Linked DNA regions of Oryctolagus cuniculus: region 2 is linked to region 1. The links are chromatin contacts, called in public Micro-C maps. All regions are on one chromosome and are shown on one strand. The core of a region is the stretch at or near the end of the contact, and the rest is flanking DNA. Distances in the headings are between cores, read along the strand shown.

Region 1 (4,625 bases), core at 1,059-3,558:
GGCATGAACCAGCAAGAAAGCTGTACTTAGACCCCAGTGCTGTACGCTGGCTGGCCCAAGTCCTCTGTCTCCTCCTGTGTCCTGGGGTGTTTGGGTTGAGCTGGAAGCATAGTCAGGTGTGAAAATCTGCGTGAGCTAAGGCCAGCCTGCGAGGAGTGTCAAGTACTGTAGAAGACTTCACGCAGCCCCTTCTACCTCCCAGAGCTGGCTGGATGAGTCTTGGAGAAGACTCATTGAGTCTCTGCCATTGAGGTGGGCAGTACCTGGCCAGTTTTTGTTTTTAAAAAGATTTGCAAGGCACAGTGACAAAGGGAGAGACAGAGCTTCATCCGCTGGCTTATTCCTCAGATGACTGACAGCCAGGTCTGGCCAGGATCCAGGAGCTGCATGCAGGTCTCCCACGTACATGGGTACAGGGGCCCAGGCACTTGGGCCATCTGCTGCCTTTCCAGGCCCTGAGCAAGGGAGCTGGATCAGGAGTGAGTAGTGGGGATTTGAACTGATGCTCTGACGTGGGATGCCAGTGCCAGTGTCGGCTCCTTGCTTTGGATTGGCCCAGCTCTGACCATTGCACCTACTTGGAGTGAGCCAGCAGACAGACCTCTCTCTGCCTCTCTGTAACTCTGCCTTTCAAATAGAGAAATAAGCAAGCCTTGCGCAAGGTGGAGCTGGGCACCTTGGCATCACAGGGGTCTTGGCTTTCCTTGGGGAAATATTGGATGCCTGACTTACCACAGACAAATAATCAGGTGGATTAAACCCAAGTGGCCCAACACAAAGGAAGTTTCTTTTGGACAGGAGACTTAAGTGCGATTGTCCTGTAAAACCATCCTCAACAAGAGCTTGGGAGTCCTAAGGGAGTTTTCAGTTAGAGAATACAGGTGCAAGGGGGGCACCTAAACCAATGCCACTGCATTGTGCAGATTTCCCACCTCTAACAGGTGCCCCTCGCCCAGTGGTGCCTTTGGGCTGCAGGACTGCAGTGACTGTCAGTGTCCGTGCACAGAGGCTTTGGTGCGCTCTTTGGCTGGGGGATTTGCGTACTGGAATCATAAACAGCTTGGCAGTGCAGCAGATGAGGTCAAGGCTGCCCTGATGCTCAGATGGACTGCGTCGAAGGCATCCTTAGCTGCAGCAGTGGGAGGGAGGTGCAGAAGTGCAGGGGCCTTGGCTCTGGTGCAGAGGGCTCTGGGGGTGGGAAGTAGCTCCCAGAATTCTGCTTCTCCCCCTTCTGGAGTGGTCCTTAACTGCACTTTCTGGGGGTGTCGCCCCTCAATGGGGGCCTGGTTGCTTGCATTTCTAAATTTTCGATTTTAAACGTGAAGTGGCCATACCTGTTCAATCTTTCTGTATGCTCCTAGGTTTTATTCCTGTGAATCAATTGTACTTCAAGGGGTTGCTGGAAAAGGAGTGGAAAGTATAAAAGTTCTTGAACCCCTTGCATAGGTAACTCAAGTGTTTTCTGAAAACAAATACTTGTCTCATGTGTAATGGTATGCACACATTTTTGAGTGGTATATAAGCTTAAGTCGGTAATGTTTGGGCAGTTTGTGGTGCTATCAGCATCAAGGCTGCAAGGAATGTGTGCATGGCCAGTATTGTGCATTTGTGCAGTCCTCCCTGTGGCAAATTCTTTTGATAATTCTGATTATCATCCTGAGGCCTGGCTGTGAGCAGACAGCCACCATGCTGTGCGCGGTCCTGACCTGGAGGCACTGAGCGATTTCCCAGAATCCCTTGAGTCGTGGGGACCAAAGGGAGGCTTCCTGGTTGCTTTTCCAGAGGCAGAGCTCAGGACTGGGGCTGCAGAACCAGGGCCAAGCCGTTTCTAACCTGTGTTTCTGTTTCATCTTTTCTGGAGTTGAGTGGGGCTGTGCTCTGGGGAGCAGCAGCCTCTGGCTCTGGGAGGTGCCTGCTGCATGCAGTCCATCCTTGTCCTCCTGGGCTGACCGAGGTGAGGCCTCTTCCCTTCTGCACCGGCTGATGGGAGCCCAGCCGGGTCGGCCTCCATGTGGGGAGGGAGCTGCTGTGTTGCAGGGGCAGTGGGAACAGCCCCAGTGCAGGATGCAGGAGCTTGTCTCCCCGCAAGGCCGCAGGAGTGGCTCAGACAGGAGGTGGCAGTATCTTCCAATCTCCCTTTCTGACTCACCCTCAGGGTTGGACATAGCAAAGATGCCCATACTGGCCCCCTTCTCACTCACCCCCCACTGTGAGGTTTAATGAATGCAATTAATGCTTGTAAGGTGTTAGGAAATAGCTGCTGGAAGCCTTATTGCTGGCATGGGCTGGGGGGCAGGCCTGAGCCTCATCTCCTAATTGGGGGTGTCACTCCCCCTGCCCATCTGCCACATTGCATCTGAGCATGTCTGACCTGGTCCCCGCACTCTGCCCACCCGGGGTCACATGCTAGACCCCCCCCTCTGGGAAAGGGCCAAAGTTCACTCCTCTCTAGGGTAGGTTAGGCAGACACTTCCTGTGGAGGTAAACAGCCAGCCAGTGTGGTGTCTCCCTCCTGCCCCTGGGGTGCCTGATGCATTGTTGCTAACTTGTAGCTCTTGTCTGCTTGGTCTCTGGTGTAGGCGCTCAGGCACGTGCCCTGTGCTGCCTGGGCATGAGACCTGGCACAGCCACTTTACTGTGTGACTTAATTAGCACATCTGAGCTTGTGATGACCCGACCTGTCTGGGTGGAGGTGGGGAGGAAGCTAAAGGTGTCTGCCATGGAGTGCCTACAGAAGGGACTGGTAGATACTCTGTCACAGGAAACGGGCCTCTACCTCTGTCCTTGTCCTTGTCCTCCAGCCCTGAGCAGTCAGATTAGATAAAGCAGTTGGCCATGGTGGCCAGCAAGTGTCAGACCAAGGCCCAGGTAGATGGTGGGAAGTTTGTGGCTGTCATTACCAGTGCACGAAGCAAATGTCATTCTCCCTGCGTGGAGCCTGTAGTGAAATTCACGTTGAACTTGCTTGCATGTTGGCCAAGCATGGATGGGGTTGATTCTAGCTTCTCTGCCTCCATTTTCCCATCTGTTCAATGGGAGTTGGGTGTTGAAGAATTGAGTTAGCATAGGTAAGGCAAAGGATAGGAAGGGGAAGGAGGCCCAGGGTACTTCCTGGGCAGAGGCCCTGGAGACAATGCCCAGGCTTTTCAAGTGTGAGAAGGGAGGAGGCAGTGGTGGGGAGGGTGGGAGGCTCAGCTGAGCAGCACAGAGGCAGAAGCAGGAGCCTGTTTGGGAGCTGGTGTGTGGTCCACCCAGTTGTGGCAGAGGCGGCCCGAGGGCATGACAGGGAATCCTGCCGCAGGAAGGAAGGGGAGCACGTCCAGCCTGTTTCCCTCTGAGTCCTCATCCAGAGCCTGAGTCTGGCTCTAGGACAGGGGGGGTTTCCTGCAAGGTGAGATCTGACTATAGGTAGGTCCCCTGTGGGGTGCTGCTGTGTCCTGTGGGCAACCCTGGGAGGTTAATCATTGTCAGCTCCTGGCCTCAGGTTCCACCAGGCCTGGCTAGCAGGGCACATTCTTGACTTAGGGCACTGGGCACTGGGTCCCAGCATCCTCTGAGAAGCCACCCTGGCTCCCAGATGGGAGCAAAGGAAGCTCCTGGCTGTGAGCTCCCCATGTCCCCATGTCCCCATGTCCCCCGCCCCTCCCCCAGGCTCCCAGAGGCGGGGCGCCCCTGGAGGATGACAGGCCTCCCAGGTTATTGGGTCCAGGCATTTGGCCTAAGGCGAATGCTTGCCATTATGATTCTGAGCTGCCCTGCAGCAGCTTCCCTGGGATAGGGCACTGGCTCTGGGTCAGCCCCAGGTCAGCCCAGCCTGTCCATCCAGGTCAGCTTGGCCAGAGCAGATCCGGCCGGGCCAGGCTTGTCCTTGTCCTGTGTATGGGGGTGGGGAGGAAGGGATTCCTTCTTGTGAGAAAGCCAGGGGTCCAGGAGCTGGGGCCCATGCGCTATGCATAGAGGTACACATGGGTGCATAGCCGGTGCTGCCTAGAGAGTTAGGCATTGAAGTGTAGCCCTTCTAAGTGGCCTAAGGGTCCCGGTGATGCCAATGGATTTGGTCCGAGGGCACTGGCTCCTGGACTAGCAGAGCTGATACCGGAAATGGGCAAACATTGAGGGTGGAATTGGGACTCTACGCAATGAATTGCGAGTCCACCTCGTGGGGCGCTACGGGCCTTTTCTGGCTGGGCACACAGCGCCCCCTGGTGGGAACGGCACAGTGCCGGGGACCCCAGGTGTGGCTTCTCGAAGGTACTCTGGGAGGAGAGAAGGGGCGCATGAATCCACGAGACGCGGGCTTGGAGCCATAGAAGGAAGCTGTTCCTGGCAGGGTCCCGGGACAAGAAGGTATGGTGCAGGCAACCTCCTGGGCTGTGGGAGGGAAGCTGCGATGGGAGTCTGACCCTCGCCCTCTACATGTCACTTGTGCCAACCCAAGATGGGCAAAAATCCATGGCCAGTGACACCTGGCACTTAGCGCTCCTGCCCTGAGACTTGGTGTGGTCTATAGAATTCTGGGTTTCACCCGGGTACACAGTATCTGGTCTGTGGGTCACCTTGAGAAAGGTATAGGCTTTTGCAGCCAGCACATCTGTAAATGCAGGCAGCTCACCAGGCCAAAGGGT
Region 2 (4,625 bases), core at 967-3,466, 210 kb before region 1:
CAACCCAGAGAGGACGGGGCGGCTCTGCCCCCTGCCCAGCAAGGCAAACAGCGCTGCGTGCCCTCTCCTCAGTGCCCGCCGAGACTGGACGTCTTGAGCCCCAGGGGGCCGTTAGGCCACGGCCCCCAGCATCGGGCCAGCTTGGGTCAGCGTCTGCCAGATGGTCCCGTGAGTCCGTGGCGATGGTGCCGCAGTGCGGAGTGCAGTTCCTGTTTTCAGACCAAGAGTTCTGCCGCTTCTGTTCTGCTTCCTCAGAGACGAGCTTGTCCGACAACGAGGCACGGGCCGGCCCCTCCCCGCGGGGGTGCGATGGTGACACGTGCTGGGCAGCCCGTGCAGCGGGAGCCCCGAGTCCTTTTGCTGATGGTCAGCAGTGTCCTGCTCAGGAGAAGGTATCGCTGATAAAACCGGGTGCAGCTGAAGCAGCCCCTGGCGGGCGGGAGAAAGGGTTTTCCTTGGTCAGTTCCTTTGCCAGCAGCGCCATCGAAGGGCCCACAGGTGTGCCAGGTGAGCACAGGAAACATGGGGCAGTTATTGGCGGGGCACCCGCCCCACGGGAGCGGAGCCGGAGGACGGGGCTCGCTATGCGGCGGGCAGGACGGTCGGGCAGGCCTTGGACGGTGGGAGCCGCTCTGCCCACTGTGTTCTGGATAGAAGTGGGCTCACACCCAGAGGGCTGGCTCCGCAGGGTCCTCGGAGGAGGGGCTCATGGGGGAGACAAATACCAGGATAGGGCGTGCTGAGGTGCAAGCAGGGACAAGTAAGAGAGGGATTCCCGGGGCTCTGCTGAGATGAGCCAGGCCCCTACATGGTGGCCTCACTGCCACCAGGGGGCAAGGGGCCAGCCCGGAGCCAGCAGGCTGCAGAGCAGGTGCTCGGGAATCGTCTCAGCACCGCCCTGCCAAGAAAAGCCGAGCCAGGCTGGGCTCTAGACCCGGCTGTGCGTGGCCTTGGCAACCATCGATGCTGTGCTGGTTTCACCTGAGCCAGGCCAAACACCGGCACCCATAGCACCCACCCATCAGCACACGTTTCAGCGCAGGCAGAGCCCACCGCGTCTCCGGGTGGGTCCGAGGGCGGCCGTTCTCCTTTACAGCCCTGGGGTCCACAGACTGGGGGGGGGGTTCAGACTTGGGGGCCAGCTCAAGAGGTAGCGAACTCTCCTTTTGGGGAAGTGAATCAGTGGCCGGCACGTGAGCATTCGGGGTGGGGCGGATGGGGAGACCGCGAGTGACACAGGCTCAGGAAGCGAGACGGAGAAGCAGCAGGGAGTCCCTCAGAGCCCACAGGAGCGGCCAGGAGCTCAGAGAGCTGCGTGCCAAGCACGTGAGCACGGCTCACGCTCACTCCGTCGCTGATGGTTCCTGAGCTGAACCCCGTGAGGGGGTGCTGGATGAATGAACACCCCCCCCTTTACAGAGGCGGCAACAGTGCACAGAGAGGCCATGCAACCTTCCCATAGTCACACAGCAAGAATGGGAGCTGGGAGAGGACAGGCCAGGCGAGGCTGGGGTGGGACCAAGTCGGGGAAGGGCAGGAAACCGCGGAGCGGTCTGGGCGCCACATGAGTGGACCACTCATTCGCAGAAGAAGGGTGACCGTGTCGCTGCCCATTGCCAGCAATGCCTGTCACAGCAGACGGGGCAGAAGCGAGCCCCCGGAGGCCTCCCCCACCCTCCAGGAGCTGGGGCTGCGCGGAGGCCACACCCGGCCCTCCTGCTCTGTCCCTGCTCTGGCCTAGGTTCGCTCCGGCTGGTGGAAGAGCAGCGTGGAGCTGGGAGGCCCTGGACTTTCCCATCGCCGGACTTCCCGATCCTTCCCGATCCTCGCAGCCTCCTTTGTTTGTGCTGCTGGCGCTGGGGGCGGGGAGGGGGGCAGGGGCTGTCCAGGCCCCCAGGCTCTGCCGGGGACAAACCGCTGAGCCAGGAGGCCGCTCTGCTTCCTTCCTTTCTTTTTAACCAGAGGCCAGGAAGCAAGGCGGCCTCCCAGCAGAGCCTCAAGAAGTCTCCATCCTGTCCCCTGCCCCCCCTTCCTGGGACAGGAACACTGGGCCTGCCTCCGGGGCCAGGGACGGGCTCCGATTTCCCAGCAGGCAGGGCTGGCGCGGCAGGGGTGCCTGTGACAGAGCCCGCAGCTGACCGCATCCAGAGAGGCCAGCAGGGCATGCCGAGATAGGATCTGCAGGCTCTGGGCTGGGGCAGGAGGAGAGGCAGCCCGCCAGCTGGCAAGGGCCGTCCAGGAGGCTAGCGCCTCTGGCCACTTGGCAGACTCGGCCAGGCAGGGAGGGGCGGGGCGGGGGTGGGGGGTGTTGCAGGCTCTGCAGCTCTGCCCTGGCTGCAGAGGGACCAGACCCTCCCCTCTGACCCCGTGGGTTCACCTGGGGGTGGTGTGGGGGTGCGGTGCACTGCTGACCCTACCTTGGCAGTGTGTGTCTTTGTGGGGCCACCTGGACACGGGCAGTCCGGCGTGCAGGCCCGGGAGGGGGTCAGGCTGACATTCCCCAGGCAGCCCCGTGTGCCAGGTGCCCTACATAACGGGCTCATTTAATTCGGCTGCCCCGAGAGGAGGGCGGGGCTTCCATCTCGCTGATGAGCAACTAAGTTTGCTGCTCCCACTGCTGCCTCCCCAGAGAACCCGGAGAACCCAGGTGTGTGATTTCAGCTCAGACCTCCCCGTGCCTCGGTTTCCTTGCTGTGAACCGGGACTCACAGCTCACAGAGCTGCAGGCTGTTAGGAGCTGCACGTGCTCAGAGCGGCTTACTACGCTGCCGAGGACACACAGCTGGGAACATGGCCGGACACCCAGGCCTCCCTGACCCCAACCCCCTGGCTCCTGCTCTCCCCTCCCTGCAATGAAAAGGAGCGAGAGGCCGGCGCTGTGGCGCAGTGGGTTAACCTGCCGCCTGCAACATCGGCATCCCACATGGGTGCCGGTTCTAATCCCGGCTGCTCTATTTCTGATCCAGCTCTCTGCTACGGCCTGGGAAAGCAATGGAGGATGACCCGAGTGCTCGGGTCCCTGCATCTACATGGGAGACCCGGAATAAGCTCCTGGCTTTGGATCAGCCCAGCTCTGGCCATTGCGGCCATCTGGGGAGTGAACCAACGGATGGAAGACCTCTCTCTTTGTCTCTCCATCTCTCTCTGGAACTCTGCCTTTCACATGCATAAACAAACCTTTAAAAAGAAAAGAAAAGGACCAGCCCCGGGGACAGAGGACCAGGGTTGCCCTGCGGATGGGCACGGATGGGCACGGTGCCGGTCTCCTGTGCTGCCCGAGGCGAGTGGGAGGGACAGGCCCCAGCACAGAGCCCCCGTAGTTGGTTTATATTCTAAGCAGCTCCCAGCCTGTGTGCTCCCTCCTCCTCCACCCTCCTCCCTGAGGGAGGGCACGGTGGTGGCAGCCAGCGAGGAGAGCAGGAGAGGGAGCCGCTGCTGTGCTGGCATCCGCCCCTCCTGGCCAGACGAAGCCACAGCCGAGGAGGAAGGGAGCCCGCAGCCCTGGGAGACCCCAGGGCCTTCAGTGAGGAGCTGGGAGAGGTGAAGGCGGGGTGGGGGCGGGGGTGGGGGTGTCGGCACAGCGGATGCAGCCTGCCGACGCCAGAGCAGTCCGCACGTGCGGTCCCTCTCAGCCTCGCCTCTGCTCCTCCAGGCCAGCCGTTCTGAGGCTGACTCCGCCAGTTGCTATGGAAACAATTAGGCCAGGCGGTGGGTAGGAACCAGGCAGCTACAGTTACCAGCAGGGCACGTGCCCTTGGGGCCTAGACCCCAGCAGGGTGGGGAGTGTGGCAGGGAGAGTCCTCCGGGCCCACCTGCAGGTGCCACAGGAGCTGCAGCCGCTCAGCCCGTGTCCGGCCACGTGGGGCACATCCCCGAGGGACTCAGTTACCACAGTAACTGCAGCAGCACGGCTCACTCGTCCTGCAGTGGGGGTGGGGGTGGGGGGGGTGCCTGGGCCAGGTGCACAGACCGTCAGATCTCAGCCCACTGAGGGAGGCACCAGAGATGAGGACGCTGAGGCTCAGGGAGACACAGAGCAGTTGAGCGGCCAACCAAAGCCACACAGCCCAGGCCTGGAGCCCTGCTTTTAGCCCTGGCACCAGCATGATGAGGATTAACCAGCTGCATCCCTGTCGCTTGAGGTGTAGGAGCTCTCCCGTGTGCTCCTACCAAGCGGCCGTGGCTAGCGGCTCCCAGGAGCACAGTGCCCCTGGCTCTGGGGAGCCAGCATCATCAGAAGTCGCTCTCCTGTGGCCTGGGGACTCGGCCTGATGCCTGTGCGCTGATGTCCTTCTTATTGGCTCGGGCTTTGCTGTTGATTTTTCCTTCCCCGAAGTCAGCGGATGCCACCCGCACACCGCCCAGAGAGGCATCTCACCCATCATTCCGAGTCTGGTCGCATCCTCAGGTCAACGTCTACTGACTGGGCGGCAGGAGCCGGCCCGAGGTGCTGTGGGCGCCGGGGCCCCGCTTCTCAGGTGGAGCAGCCAAACGTGCTGGCCTGATTCCCCGTGCCAGAGCCACCTGCGAGCATATGGGGGTCCCCCGACTCACAGCGGGCGGAGCCACAGTGGGGTCCTCACTGCTCTCAGTGGGCAGGACAGAGCTGGCGAGCACACACAATG

The links. A called contact is a pair of places that touch in the nucleus more often than the background predicts.
Region 2: a contact with region 1 is called in a Micro-C map of ear pinna, with 5 times the contacts expected there. The contact joins two enhancer-like sites. A contact is called at or near these places in 2 of 6 Hi-C or Micro-C datasets (ear pinna and an unstated tissue).

What each region holds. Positions count from the first base shown.
Region 1 is chr11:25,127,529-25,132,153 of mOryCun1.1, reverse strand. The region is part of intron 1 of DNMT3B (DNA methyltransferase 3 beta); the gene reads left to right. Among named protein-coding and RNA genes, the nearest start is that of DNMT3B, 9.2 kb to the left of the region's middle. Within about 2 kb of position 2,308, at least 1 of the 8 cell types and tissues checked has an H3K27ac peak or open chromatin away from gene starts, as enhancers often do. A contact at or near this core is called in ear pinna, where this site is marked.
Region 2 is chr11:25,337,747-25,342,371 of mOryCun1.1, reverse strand. The region is part of intron 3 of NOL4L (nucleolar protein 4 like); the gene reads right to left. Among named protein-coding and RNA genes, the nearest start is that of NOL4L, 58 kb to the right of the region's middle. Within about 2 kb of position 2,216, at least 5 of the 8 cell types and tissues checked have an H3K27ac peak or open chromatin away from gene starts, as enhancers often do. A contact at or near this core is called in ear pinna, where this site is marked.